Linked DNA regions of Gossypium hirsutum: region 2 is linked to region 1. The links are chromatin contacts, called in public Hi-C maps. All regions are on one chromosome and are shown on one strand. The core of a region is the stretch at or near the end of the contact, and the rest is flanking DNA. Distances in the headings are between cores, read along the strand shown.

Region 1 (7,026 bases), core at 1,656-4,155:
TTCATAAATGAAACAGGAGTTGAGGAGAAAAGGTTTTACTTGCAACCTATTTTTCTAGCATCTCAATTCTTCCAACCTAAGCACCAAAGTACTGTATCAAGTCATCATCAAGTAGTTCATCTAGTGAACTTGTACCATCAAATGGAAGTTCAAAGGGGCTATGAAATCCACCAAAGAATGATGGATCACTTGTTGGAGAACTGAAGGGATTATGGACAGCTCTATCTTGCTCATTATGCAATAGGTCTTTCACATAATGATGCAATTCTCCCCCAGCAATTTCATGTCCATTTCCACCAGGTGCTGATGCATCAACACCATTTTCTGGCCTAACATGCAGGACATTCATGTCCATCAGAGTTTGTTGACTATCATGACCAGGCCTTAATTCAGCTGATTGATTATAAAATTCATATGCAGCACCTTGGTGCAGCTCATGTTGCTCTAATGTATAAAGCATAGGCCTCTGTGTGGAAATTTCAGTAGCAGTAGGGATGGCAGGATAATGGCAGTATTCACTCGCAGGTAGATGTGGCTGAACATCTAAACCGTCCTCCACATGTCTTAATTCTGTGCTTGCATCATTTTCCTGCTGAGTGACAGGCATATGATATTCCATAAAAGATAAATCAGTTTGGTTGATGTCAGGCAAAGTGCTTATTGACTCAGCATTTTCACGTTCATAATGCCGTGGTCCAGGTTGTTGATCACCATGGCTTGGTACAGATTGTTGATCACCGTGGTTTGACATAGGTTGTTGATCACCATGGCTTAGTACAGATTGTTGATCACCATGAATCGGCAAAAGTTGTTGACGACCATGGCTTGATCTTAAACGAGGTCTCTTCCTCCTAGGTAGTTTTGCCACTCGCTCATTGATTTGTACTGGATGGGGATCATAGTTGGTAATATGGTTTGACATAGGTTGTTGATCATCATGGCTTGGTACAGATTGTTGATCACCATGGATCGGCAAAGGTTGTCGATGACCATGGCTTGATCTTAAATTAGGTCTCTTCCTCCTAGGTTGTTTTGCCACTCGCTCATTGATTTGTACTGGATGGGAATCATAGTTGGTAATATAAGCCACAGGCTCTGCTGAAACAACTCCATGGGAATCATAGTTGGTAATATAAGCCACAGGCTCTGCTGAAACAACTCCATCATCAACACCGTCGACATCATAATCACTGTCAGTACTGACAGCAGGTTGTTTCTTATCACTACATCCAAGTCGAGGCAATTCAGTTACACCAGATGTTCCATTATCACTGCTAGGTTGCTGAATCAGAGCTTCCTCACGGGCCAACACTCCCAACCATATTGCACTCTCCTTTGCTGTCATCTTATCCTGTAAACATTTCGACTGGCGTACATGCCTCCGAATCTTTGCAGTATCAGGTGACATGTGCTTTATCACAGATGTTAATACTCCAACTTTCCACATCTTTTTAAGATCATGTGGCTTCTTATAAGGAGGACTTTGACCCTGTTGCAGCCCTAGTTTTACCCACCAATCCTCGTTACCAGTAGGCCACCAAGGTGGAGGAATTCTCTTTTCTAAAGGATACTTCCTCTGAGGAGGATCACAGTGCTGCATCAAAGAAGACAAGAGAGAACCAAGAGTAGCATCTTGCAGGTCTTTGAGACTGCTCTGCAGGTTTCCATTTCTACCGTTATCCGACTCAATCATAGCTAAACAGTCTGCCTCATACTTAGCTATGGCAGCTGGCCCATTCTTATCAAATTTCACCTTTTCTTGCCACCAAGCTCTTATATTATCTGATGAACCACTTACAGGCTTACCCTTTTCCGGAATGATGCCATAGACAAATCCCCGCGCTTTACAAACTTCCATTAGTTTCAACATATACTTAAGAATCCCGTCTTGAGCTCGGGACATTTTCTTCCTCTGAGCCTGATCAGAGGTCTTCTTCAACTTTTGCTTTTCCAAAGCCTGTTGGACCGCAATCTTCTGTCTTTCCCTAATCCTTTTGAGTTTGATTCTATCTTTCCACATTCGTCTCTCCAATTCATCTGCTTCAATCTCTTCCTCACTCACATCTTTCTCGGCTATATTTTGACATCTGAAATCATCCACTTCAATGTCGGAACTGTCAACCAACAAGCCTACAATCAATCTTTTGTTGGACGAAAAGGACATAAACCCTAAGCCAAATTTTGAAACTTACTTCTACCTTCTTCTTTTTTTGGGGTTGGGGGGGGCGTTCTACCATTAAAAAGCCTTATCAGATATAAAACATGAATCTTTTTCCATTTAATTGGCCCCAGAAAAAAAAAGTATAACATCCATATTTAAATTTCATTCTTCTTCTACAATATTAAAATTAATAAACCAACAAGATCAAAATTTGAGAGCATTTTATCATATTATACAGTCTGATCAATGAAATACCAATTACAAAATCCCATTTCTTATTCAGCAAACAGCCTGAATCGAATACTCCGAAATTCATCCAATATTGAAAAAAACAAAAAAAAATGGAATAAAACAAACTTATGAGTTTAATTTTATTAGAAAAGGTGTATATTTATATGAAGCTATACCTAATATCAGCTCCAATATCTTCTAATTCAGCCATGAAACAAGGGGTAAAAAGCTCAAAATCTTTTTTAACTTTGAATGGCAAGACAAAAGAACTAGGAATTGAATTGACTCTTAAGTCAAAGAAAACGATTCGGAAACTGAAATTAAGGAGAAAAGAGAAAAAAGAAATTAAAGTACAAATGGAGTTTTGATAGCTTCGGAAAAGATTGCGGATTTCAATGCAGTGAAGTTAGAGAGAGAGAGAGAGAGAGAGAGAGAGAGGAAGAGGTAGGCAAAGGCAAGCGAGTCCAAGTAGAACAGAACAGTTTGGAATGCCCATTTAGGGACAGATATCCTGCATTGCGTCCACATACATGCATTTTATTTGCCTCCATCGATTCTTTTTAGGGGGAAAAAAAACTTACCATCTTTTGACTTGAGGGTAAATTACAAAAATGTGACTTGAATATTAATAAGTTAGGTTATCTAATTTTAAAAAGTTACAATATAGTCATTTAATTTATTGTATTTATTTTTTTTTCCAATTATGTTAAATCCTTAATAGTTAGAGGTGGTAAACGGGTGAGCTCAAATTGGGCTTTCTTCGAACTAGGACTTTCTCGGGTTCAAATTTTCTCAAGCTCAAATTTTTCGAGCTCAAGCTTTCTCAAACTTAAACTTTCTCGGGCTCAAATTTTCTCGGGCTCGGGCCCTATTAAATTCAAATTTTTCAAACTCGAATTTTTTAAATTCGGGCTCAGATCAAGCCAGGTGAGCTTTGACGGATTCAAATAATTTTAAATTCTCTAAGTTATAAATATTTTAATTTTGAATACAATAATTCATTTTCCTTCTATACGATGACAACCACAATTCAATTGTACCTTATAAAAAGCATAAAGTATATATATTTAATAGGGTTCTTTTATATAAAATAATTAAGTTGTTAATCATATGTAAAAATTATTATATGATATGTATATTAATTAACAAAAATATATTTTATTATGTATTATATTATATTGACAATTAGATCTATCTTTCTTATTAAATTTATAAATCTAATATTTATATTTTAAAATGCTTTTTTCGAGACCCCACATATATTATACTAAACCCAAACCCAAATAAGATACCAATTACTATCCAAAGTCAAAATAAGCTAATTATAGCTCAAATCTCAAGTTCAAAATTAAAAAAATAAATAAATGTAAGTATGATTTGATACTTCTAGCAGTGATGGTGATGCTACATCCTAAGATAAGATGTTTTAGGACAACTAGAAATCAAATACTCTAAGCCTCCCACAGGGTCCTCATATGATTTTAGTGAAGATGCCTGATCTTAAAGTTCACTAGGCTAAGGTTTGCAAACTAGCTCAAGGTCCACTGGTTGGCAAGTCATTTATCCATAGTTTGTTGTGTTGTGTTGTTAGTTCCATCAAAAGACACGAGTCAAACCCTTCAAAGGTACGCCATGAAGTTCACGAAGTCTTTTAGATAGGGTATAACAATTACCCCCAAACGAGAGAAAGTTATAAAGTGACCTTCGCGAGCTTGTTGGGGAAGTTCACACGATAGGTGTAGATGGTGAAAGTTTGGATAGTTGATTTGAAGTCCGCTTTGAAGTATTACATATTTTGTGAATGTTTTTATTTTATTTTTAATGTGGCCATCTTTTAAATTTGAAATTTGAATTTGGAATGATTGAAGTTTTTAAGTTTGTTGGATTTATGGCGGGGTAAAAAGATTCATGTATGTACATTCATATATATTTAATGATAAAGTTTTGAAACATGCTATATATTACAATGTATTTATTAGGTTCCCAATGAAATTGCCATTGTTATTACTGTTTGGGTGCACGTGGCAAATTATGATTGGAGCAAGTTTTTAGTATATAGGAAATAGTGTGTGCGTGATAACTTAGTAAGTTTCAAAGCAGTTGAAGGGTTTTGTCTTAACTTATAAATAGGAATAAGGGTTTGTAATTTTTATCATTGTTTCCTTCCCGAGTTTTCTAGTTTCTGACCATTGTTGCCATTGTTGGTGCAATTTTTTTGTCTCGTCTGTGCTTTTGGTGTGATTTTCATTGGTAGGTTTTAATTGTATTCGTTTTTCTTATTTTGTTCTTAATTTTTATTTTAAATGTACTAAATCATGGTCCCAAGATCATTTAGTGTTCCCACTAAGAGTGAAAAATTCAAGTGTTCTACATCATTAAGGGATATGTGGAAACTATTAAAATGTAGAGGAGTCACATGTTTTGATAATTTCATATATAAATTTGATATTGTAAAGGGGAAACATTGGTTGAGTGAGATGAACAACCACAAAAAGGCAAATAGTTGTTTTACTTTACCTCTATACAAATTTGAATTAGGTTTTCATCTACCTTTGCACCCATTTCTGTTGGAATGTTGAGTTCATGTTAAATGGCTCCTGGTCAATCGATGGGTTCCTCATGGAGGACCTTAATGGTATATTTCTTAGATTGTCAACTACCTAGAGAAGAATCTTATGTGAATGTATTAACGAGGATATACATAGTATTTCTTGCTAGTGAAAATAAGCAGAAAGGGTTCGTAATGTTCACTACCTGGATAGAGGAAAAGTTATTGTTGATAATACCACTAGAAACATGAATTTGATGAGAGATAAATACATAAAGATCAAGCACACTTGTGGTTGGGAATTTCATTTTCCTTTGGCTTGGGTGAAACCGTCTAGTGAAAGAAATACTTAGGATCCTCATTCATTGAGCGAAGTAGAGGAGGCTCAATTGGAAAGGTTGCAAACAAGTCTGCCAATTAGATACGAGCAAGTCCTTAGCTTGAGGAATGTTTGGCGATTTTCTTTGATGGAAAAAATTCCTAATTGCTTGGACGAAGAAAATTTTAACACTCTCGGCAAAGCTTAGCTTGATGGAGTAAAGCCATGAAATGAAGCTTGGCCATACGGAGAAAATAGTATAATGGAAGAAATTCTTATAGAGTTGTGTAAAGAGCCTAAAGATTGGATGTCTTGCAATGCTTTTTGTCCCGAGTGAAGATGGGACTACCGTAGTAACAAAGGAAAAAGTAGCAATCCTACTGCAAATGTTTCAAAAGCTACAAAGGGGCCTAGAACTACAAAGGTGACTGGAGGTTCGAAAGTCACTGATATTGTCCAAAGAGTTAAAATTATTGACATTAATTAAAAACCTTTTAGAGAAATGAAAGCCTACTTTAGAGGTCCGTAAAAAGAGGAAGAAAAATGCTCGTTCTCTTCCTAGAATTAAAGAAGGTCCATTAGATAGGGATGCAATGAACAAAAAATGTTGTGCAGGCTCTTATACACACTCTAATGTTAGAGGTATTATTTTGAACATTTTAATTTGTTGCATTTACTTTTGTATGTTTTTGTATTTTCTATACGAGCGAACCATTATAGCCAAGTGAAGCACTCACATTAGAGATGAATAACAAGAGTAAAGAATCTAGGGCCAAGATTCATCCCTTGAATGTTTCGTCAGGCTATGATATTTTTTATGAAAATTTTCTTGAAATTCTTACTTGGTCTTCTAGTAGTAATTTTAGTGTGTGTTGCTCTGTATTGTTTATTTACTTGTCAAATCTTTCATAACGATTGTTCGTTTGTTGTGGAGAGGACTTGTGTGAAGATGAAAGTTTGCATGTAGGAGGTAACGAAGGTATTTTTACCAACCCTAATGTTGTTATTGCGAATGATGTTTCTACCCCCCACAACCAGGTCACTCGTACTTGTCTAAATTTCTCCTACAACGTACACTTATGTTTTCATTCCTACATCGAACATTCTTACCTCAACTATTTCTACATTAGTTTCCCCAACCTTTTCAACTATTAGTGTAACACCCCCCGCCCGACCTGATCGTTGGAACTGGGTATGGAGTGTCAAAAGTTAAAACCATTAAACTGATGAACCCATTTGAAAACCAAACATCTTAGCTCGGCGGATACTTTGCGTTTTGGAGTGATATCCCATTATTGAAAAACATATATTAAATTAAAAGCGATTTAAAATAGTATTACGCCACTTATAGTTAAGGAATACGAAAACTATTGGAAAAAAATGAGTTTGGAAAACGCAGCGGAAAATAAATTTAGGGAAAAACCAGAGTTTTAAAATTTTTCCAAAACAAGATCTTGGTTGTGATATCTAAAGTAATAAACACTCAATCAAAATTGTACCTTTTCGATTTGTCTAGGATGAGCGCTTCGACCGAGTAGTCTTCTCCACTATCCTCAAGCTCACGTCTACTGAGTGTGGGCTCGTTTCGAATAAAGAAATTTCACAAAAATTACCAATAGGGTAATTTTGTAATTCCTCTAAACTTTTGGGTCAATTTGTAAATTAAAAAAATATCTCTAGATTTTTCTCTTTAATTCAATTCAAGTGTGTGTAAATAATTGCCTAAGACTCTCTTCATATAGAGAAAGTGTAGAGAGTTCAACTATA
Region 2 (6,868 bases), core at 986-3,485, 750 kb before region 1:
AAGAACTAAAGAAATGACAAATGGACAAGTTACCCTGTTTTTACTTTGAAGAATAAAATAATACACACAGCTACAATTTCTGAAAGTAGCATATCACAGTTATACCCTTTTTCCTTGTGAGCATGTGTCTGTATGTCATGGTTATTGTTCATTTTTAACAAAATAAAAATAAGAAACACCGTTGTTAAACTACCTGGTGGATCCTTGTACTATAATTTTAGGAGCTAATATGTAAAATTATAAACGACAGTAAGGTTATGGTGTTAAAAGATGCTGACTTGTCATGTTTAAAGTGAACAAAATTTAGTCCTTGTGGCGTTTTGAAAATGCTGAATTTTAGTTTTATATATTTTTCCAGATCACTTTAAAAAACAAGTCAGAATTTTTTTTAACATTCAAGGTTACCTCATTGTTTCAGAATTAAATAGACGAGGACCAAAAAAACAAGAGAGAGAGAGAGACCAAGACAATATTACTCAGTTTTAAAATAGAGAGCCTATTTACACTTCAATCTATAATCCAGGGACTTGTGGGGTAGTTTAACCAATAGAATCCACATAACAAGTTAGCAATAGATGGAAACCATGGTATTTATATTGTAAGCATCAAATCAAACTTAACCACAAAGAGAAGAAAAAGTAAAATTCTATTAATAATATCCTCAATGTTTTATTCATTGAAGGCACAAGCATAGATGAAGCAAGAATCAAACCATCAATACATACTCGAAAAAGAAAAATAAAATTGTTATAGATAGTATTTATTTATACTATACAGAATGTGCCTAATTGAGCTAGTGCCACTAGCTAAAAGCACAAACTCGGTAAGAAAAGTACAAAAGAAGACCAAAAATTATGTTATAATAACAAAATGGAATTAGAGGAATTTAGGTCCTCTAACTTTAAAAAAGATGTCTACTCACTCTGTTTTTATAATTATGCAACAAATCAGATGGACACTGAACTCACATAAGCATAAGAAACTCAAAGGGATTCTGCATTTGAGCATTTTCTTTTTCTTCCAATAATCTGATGAAGTAAAAGTTTGTTCTAACACATCCACAAGGGAATCAAACAACAGACACTATAATCAATTCACAGAAGAGAAAAACTAAAACTTCATATAGTTTTTGAGTTTTTATTGACATTAAATTTGTTCTGAGTTGATAAAAAGCAAAAGAAACTGGTAAAACTCATAATCTCATTCAATTAGAAAAATGAAACCCAAATTCATGTATATCTTATTATTAAATACTAAAAGATCAAAAAACTTTCATTGTCAACTATTAAAAGGTATATTCTAGCACGCATCCAAACATGCTTTTGGCTTCAACATCAAAAGCAATCTCCACACGGAAACTACAATAAACCCTAAATTTAACCAATTAACATTATAACTATGTTTATACTATCATAAACATTATTACTAATCATGATTAGTTAAGATAATATTACAACAATTGGTTTTTCATTCCAAGGAAGAAGAATATTTTCAATGCATTTTTCTATCTATAAGTACAGTCTGTCTTTAACAATCTCCAATTTCATTAGAACAACCAAAAGATTTTTTTTTTAAATGTAGAAAACGAACCTTACCTCGGACTTATCGAACTCCTGTGGAGAAACCAGCAATCGGGACCCTGCCTCTCCGTGACCTTCTTTATCATTATCAGCTACTCCGTTATGATAGTGTCTGGACTTGGCGGCCAAAACGCCTTCGATTGCGGAGTCCAAATCTTTCCTAAGCAAAGGACCGCCCATTATGATGCCCATGTCCAAAGACCTAAGGGCATCTCTGAACTCACCATTGGATAAATGGAATTTGGCCACATGTAGGCAGGCCATGGAGTAAGCGTCACGCCAGACGGGGAGAACAGAGTGCCAGGGACCGGAGTGAAGTTGCTCCCAAGCCATCTCACATGCGGCCTCGGCAGCGCGTTGGTCGCCGGCAGCGGCTAAAGTGGCCATGCGGGTAAAAGCGTAGCCTCCATGGGAGGTGATGGATTGGAGGAGGGCAGGGGACTCGGAGTCTAGAGTTGGGGTTGAAATGGCGGTGGCGATGTTGGCGGCGGGGGAGGACATGGGTGAAGGATGGCAGTTAAAGCGTTGCAGTGGTATTTTTGGGGAAGATAGTTGGTGGTGAAGGACAGGTAGGTGCGGCAAAGCCCTTTTTAATGATTAGTAAAGACTTTTGGGACTTTGGAGGAAGATATTTGATGAGATATTTACATAGTTGATTATGGAACTCAATCCTTTTTTTAATTCTACAATTTTTCCCTTTCTTTCCTTCTAGAAGCTACGGTTTCCCTTCCTAACATTGAAAACAAAATGCACTTTTTATCATGCCTACAATAATTATTATAGGTTTTGATAAGAATTTTTCACATGATAATGTGTCTTTTAATTATTTTTATGACATTAACTAAGTCATTTATTTTGTACTTTTTCTCGCTAACTTACGAATTTTTAAAAATAAAATCTCTTATTTTAAGATTCAAGAATCTTAAATTAAAATTATAAATCAATTTAACTTGCTATAGAAAAAAAAATCAATAAAAGGAATCAAAAGAACTCTAGTCCTCTATTCTTCTAAAAACCAACCTAAACTAATAAAAACAAAGAAATTGATTGTTTAAAATATGTTTGAATTCAAGAATTTAATAGAAAATCCACTTTATCGAGATGTAGTCTTGAAGATAATATCAAGTCGAGAGAAAATTAAGAGGATTTTAGAGTGTAAAAAAGAAAAAAATGTTTCATGAAAATAAGTACGAAAAACAGTTTCCTCCAACTAATCCTTCAAAATGAGAATTTTGTCAAAATAGACTTGGTCTAATTGAAAATAACCTCAAATTAAAATTATTTTTTTAATATTCACACATTAACACCACTAATTTTACTAATTTTATAATCTAGTCCATAAGTCTTAATTACTAGGCTCTCTACTCAAATCCCTAATAAATCTAATTAATGCCTACACAGTAATCAATGAATCTCCATCACCTTATTGAATACATCCTCGAAATCTTCTCAGTTTAACTTCCCAAAATGACTCAATTTAAGATATTCTGTCCAAAATCAAAATTTTTGACACCAACAAAAATTAAGTCATTACTGTTTTTCTTTATAAAGTTTCAATTCAATACTTGTATTTGTTTTTGGAATAAAGTATATTCATCGTTTGATTAATGAGCTAGAGAATAGTGGAGAAGATTTGATCAGTTGAAAACAAAGTTGAAGTTATGTGAGAGTCTAAAACCAATCTTGTAGGATTCCACTAGGTAAACTTCGAATGAACTTTTGGATATGCTCCATCTAGCTTTTGGGGTGATTTTCTAAATCTTAGAGCTTCAAGTTTTCTTTGAAATGATTTTTGAATCACTTGATTTTGTGGCTTGTAGACCATGTTATGATCATTTTCATAAAGGATTGTAATTCAATGTGGGAAGTTCAATCTTACTCTATGGGTTTTACAATGGAAACATTGACTTGACTTTTCGAGACCTTTCAACTACCTTTTTGGGCTATTCTTATGCCCAAACAATAGATCTTTGAGTCATGTTTGAAGCAATTTTTGAATCACTTGATTTCGAGGTTTGTAGCTCGTGATATGGTTGTTTACATAAAAGAATGTAGTTCCTTGTGGCTTGTTCGATTTCAATTGCAAAATAAATTATCCAAATTATTCTTTATAGTGACTTTGTTTAGTCTCCTATAATCAATATACAACCTAAATGACCTATCTTTCTTTTTCACTAATAGAACTGGTGCACCCTAAGGTGACACACTTGGCAGTATGAAACATCTATCAATCAACTCTTGCAACCATGTTTTAAGTTATTTTAATTCTATTGGTGCCATTCTGCACGGTGCAATAGATATCGGAGTAGGCCTTGGAACTAAATCAATCACGAATTCAACTTCCCATTTTGGAGATAACCCAGGCAACTCTTCTGGAAACACATCCATAAATTCATTAATATTCAGTACCTGATCAATCTTCAATCCCAATTCTTGAGTATCAAGAATGTAAGCCAAAAATGCTTCATAACCCTTTCTGATTAATTTTTGAATGGAGATTACCAATATAATATTTGTAGCACAATCAGGTTTATTAGACTCGACAATAATCTACTCACCATTCTGACATCTTAAATCAAATTGTTTCAGTCTACAGTTTGTCACAGCGTCATGTAAAGTTCACCAGTCCATACCCAAAATAACATCAAATTTGTAAAAAGGCAATAACTTCAGATCAGCAAGAAAGTCACATAATTAAATTCTTAGTGGACACTTTCTACGTATCAGATTGACTAAAACACTTTGACTTAGACGATTCGTAACTCTAACATCAAATCCTGTTGACTTAACAAGTATGTTCTTATCTGTTACTAATGCAGTGCAAATATATGAATGTGTTGGCCCAGGGTCCATTAGTGCATATATAGTAACATTAAAGAAAAAGAAGGTACTAGCAATAACATCGGGTGAAGAAGGTTCCTCTCTAGCTCGAGTAGCATATGCTCGGGTAGGCGCCCTAGGTTTAGACTTGACTACCGTGTCTTTGGTTAAACTACGATTTCCCTCAGTTGACACTGGTTTAATGTTCTAATCATTAGTAACACCAATATTCCTCGGGTAGTTTCTCAAAAAATGTTCTGTTGAACCACATCAGAAATAAACATATGTTTTAATTCTGCATTCACCGGCGTGTGATTTCCCGCAATGCTCACAAATAGGTCTAGAAACATTACAAACACTGCCAACATTGTTCGCTGGAGTAGTCTGAAATATCGAATCACTCAGCCTCGTCTTATTTTCCCCAAAAAACCTGATGGTGACGTGAGGCGACTAAAGGCTTCCCTCGATTTCTTTGGTGGTGGGGCTAAAAACAGTCTAGATACACTCCGTTTATGTAACATCTCAATTTTAAGCCCAGTCGACATAGTGGTTTCGGGACCACAAATCTGATGAGGAAAAATTTTAATTTTATTATATTTTTATGGTTTAAAATTTCACGGGATGATTTCATGAAAATTTTGTTCAAAAATTTTGACGTTTGGGCACTCAATTTAGTCAAAAGGACTAAATTGTAAAAAGTGCAAAAGTTGAGTTCCACATGTTAGAAGGGTTAAATTGTTAAGAGTTTTTAAATTAAAGGTCCTTAGATGGAAATTAGACCATTAGCTAGTGATGGACAAAAATAGACATGAAATGAGTGTAATAAAATATTTTTAAGTTAGGGGCATTTTGGTAATCTAATAATTAAAAGAATTAAAAAGGGAAAATAAGCCAAAATTGGCCATCATCTTCTCCATTCAGTTGAAACTTGCATGGAAACCATGGCTAGGGATTGGTTCAAGCTTCCAAGCTCATTTGTAAGTGATCCCGAGCCCCGTTTTTAATGTTCTTTACATTTTTTAAGTCCCGGTAATTCGATTTACCTATTTCTACCATTAATTTGAGCTAGGGTTCATGTTTAAAAATTTACCCATGTGTGATATGCATGAATTTTAATGTATAATGGTAGAAAATGAGTGTTGGGTGTTAAATAAATGACTTTTACTAAGCGATTTTCGATGAAAACGTCCGAAATGACCATTTTGTAAAAGTTGTAAAAATGGCATAAAAGGGTGTTTTGATGAGAATTGTAGTTTTCTATAGTTATGGAAATGGTTCGTCTAGGCCTATAGAGTGAGAAAATTGAATAAAAATCACTTTACGAGCCTAGGGGAAAAAGTGTAATTTTGACAAAATTTAGGGGCAAAAACGTAATTTTTCCAAAATATGATTTTTGGATCACATTAAATAATGTGACTAATAATTAGACTAAATGTGATATTATAGATTAAGGAAAACGAGGATTGGATCTAGATCGGGTAAAAAATAGAAAATCGACTGTTAGGTTCTTTTTTACTATTTTGGTTCCGAGGTAAGTTCGCGTGTCAATAAAATTTGCAATGCTATATTTGAATTGAAAATTCTATATTATTATTGCACGAATGACATGATTTAATATATTGAAAAGTGATGAAAAAATGATATATAGAATTGATAAGAACAATGATATATGACTAGTAGCACATGAAATGTTGGATGGTTCAATCATTGATGGCTTGCTATATAATAGCTGAATATATTGAGAATTTGATATAAAATGATGTTTTATTAAGTTGGATAACTTGTGAAAGAGTAAAAAGTAAAGTAAGTCCATTTGCAAGTAAATACAATGTGTGAGGTATATTGATTGCTTAAATGATGATTATATGATAAATGTACGCTCTTGAAAAGGATATGATTTGAATGCTCAATGTATGAAAATTTATGAAACATTGACATGATTGATAATAAGATGAAGAAAAATCTCTGTTGAATGAAATAGGATATTCAATGGATTCTTAAAAATGAATTGATGGTAGAAAGGATCTAACCCGGACGGGTGATCCAATCCTTATATAGCCCTCCCGAAGAATATGGGTGAATGGGTTTAGCCCGGACGGGTAATCCAAATTAGGTTCTGAATTTAGCCTGGACTTGTAATTCAGATTCGATCTTATTTGAGTATATGTCGTTGTAGGGGATTTAACTTGGACTGGTAATTCCGACAATACTTTATGAGTTTATATTATAAGGGATTTAGCCTGGACTGGTAATCTCGTTGTAAGAAAGGAGGTTTGCGGGAGTGTGATTTTTAGGAAGGGAAAATGCGAATTCACAGACATGAACTTGTAAAGTGATCTATGTAACAGCCCTAAATTGACCCTAGTCGGAAAGTGGTTTCGGGACCACAAGACCGAGTCATAAAAATAATTAACCATTATATTTGATGCTTATTATATGTATATAGGCATGTGTGAAAATTTCATGTT

The links. A called contact is a pair of places that touch in the nucleus more often than the background predicts.
Region 2: a contact with region 1 is called in a Hi-C map of hypocotyl, with 3 times the contacts expected there. The contact joins the promoter of LOC107962150 here to the promoter of LOC107963044 in region 1. A contact is called at or near these places in 7 of 34 Hi-C or Micro-C datasets (hypocotyl, leaf and petal).

What each region holds. Positions count from the first base shown.
Region 1 is chrA06:52,188,294-52,195,319 of Gossypium_hirsutum_v2.1, reverse strand. It overlaps LOC107963044 (ETHYLENE INSENSITIVE 3-like 3 protein), which reads right to left and starts at 2,905. Exons shown (of 2, transcript XM_016899643.2): 1 at 2,569-2,905; 2 at 1-2,114. The coding sequence starts at 2,603. The coding sequence ends at 77.
Region 2 is chrA06:52,933,437-52,940,304 of Gossypium_hirsutum_v2.1, reverse strand. LOC107962150 (lysine-specific demethylase JMJ30) reads right to left here and starts at 2,235. Exons shown (of 7, transcript XM_016898399.2): 1 at 1,596-2,235. The coding sequence starts at 2,081.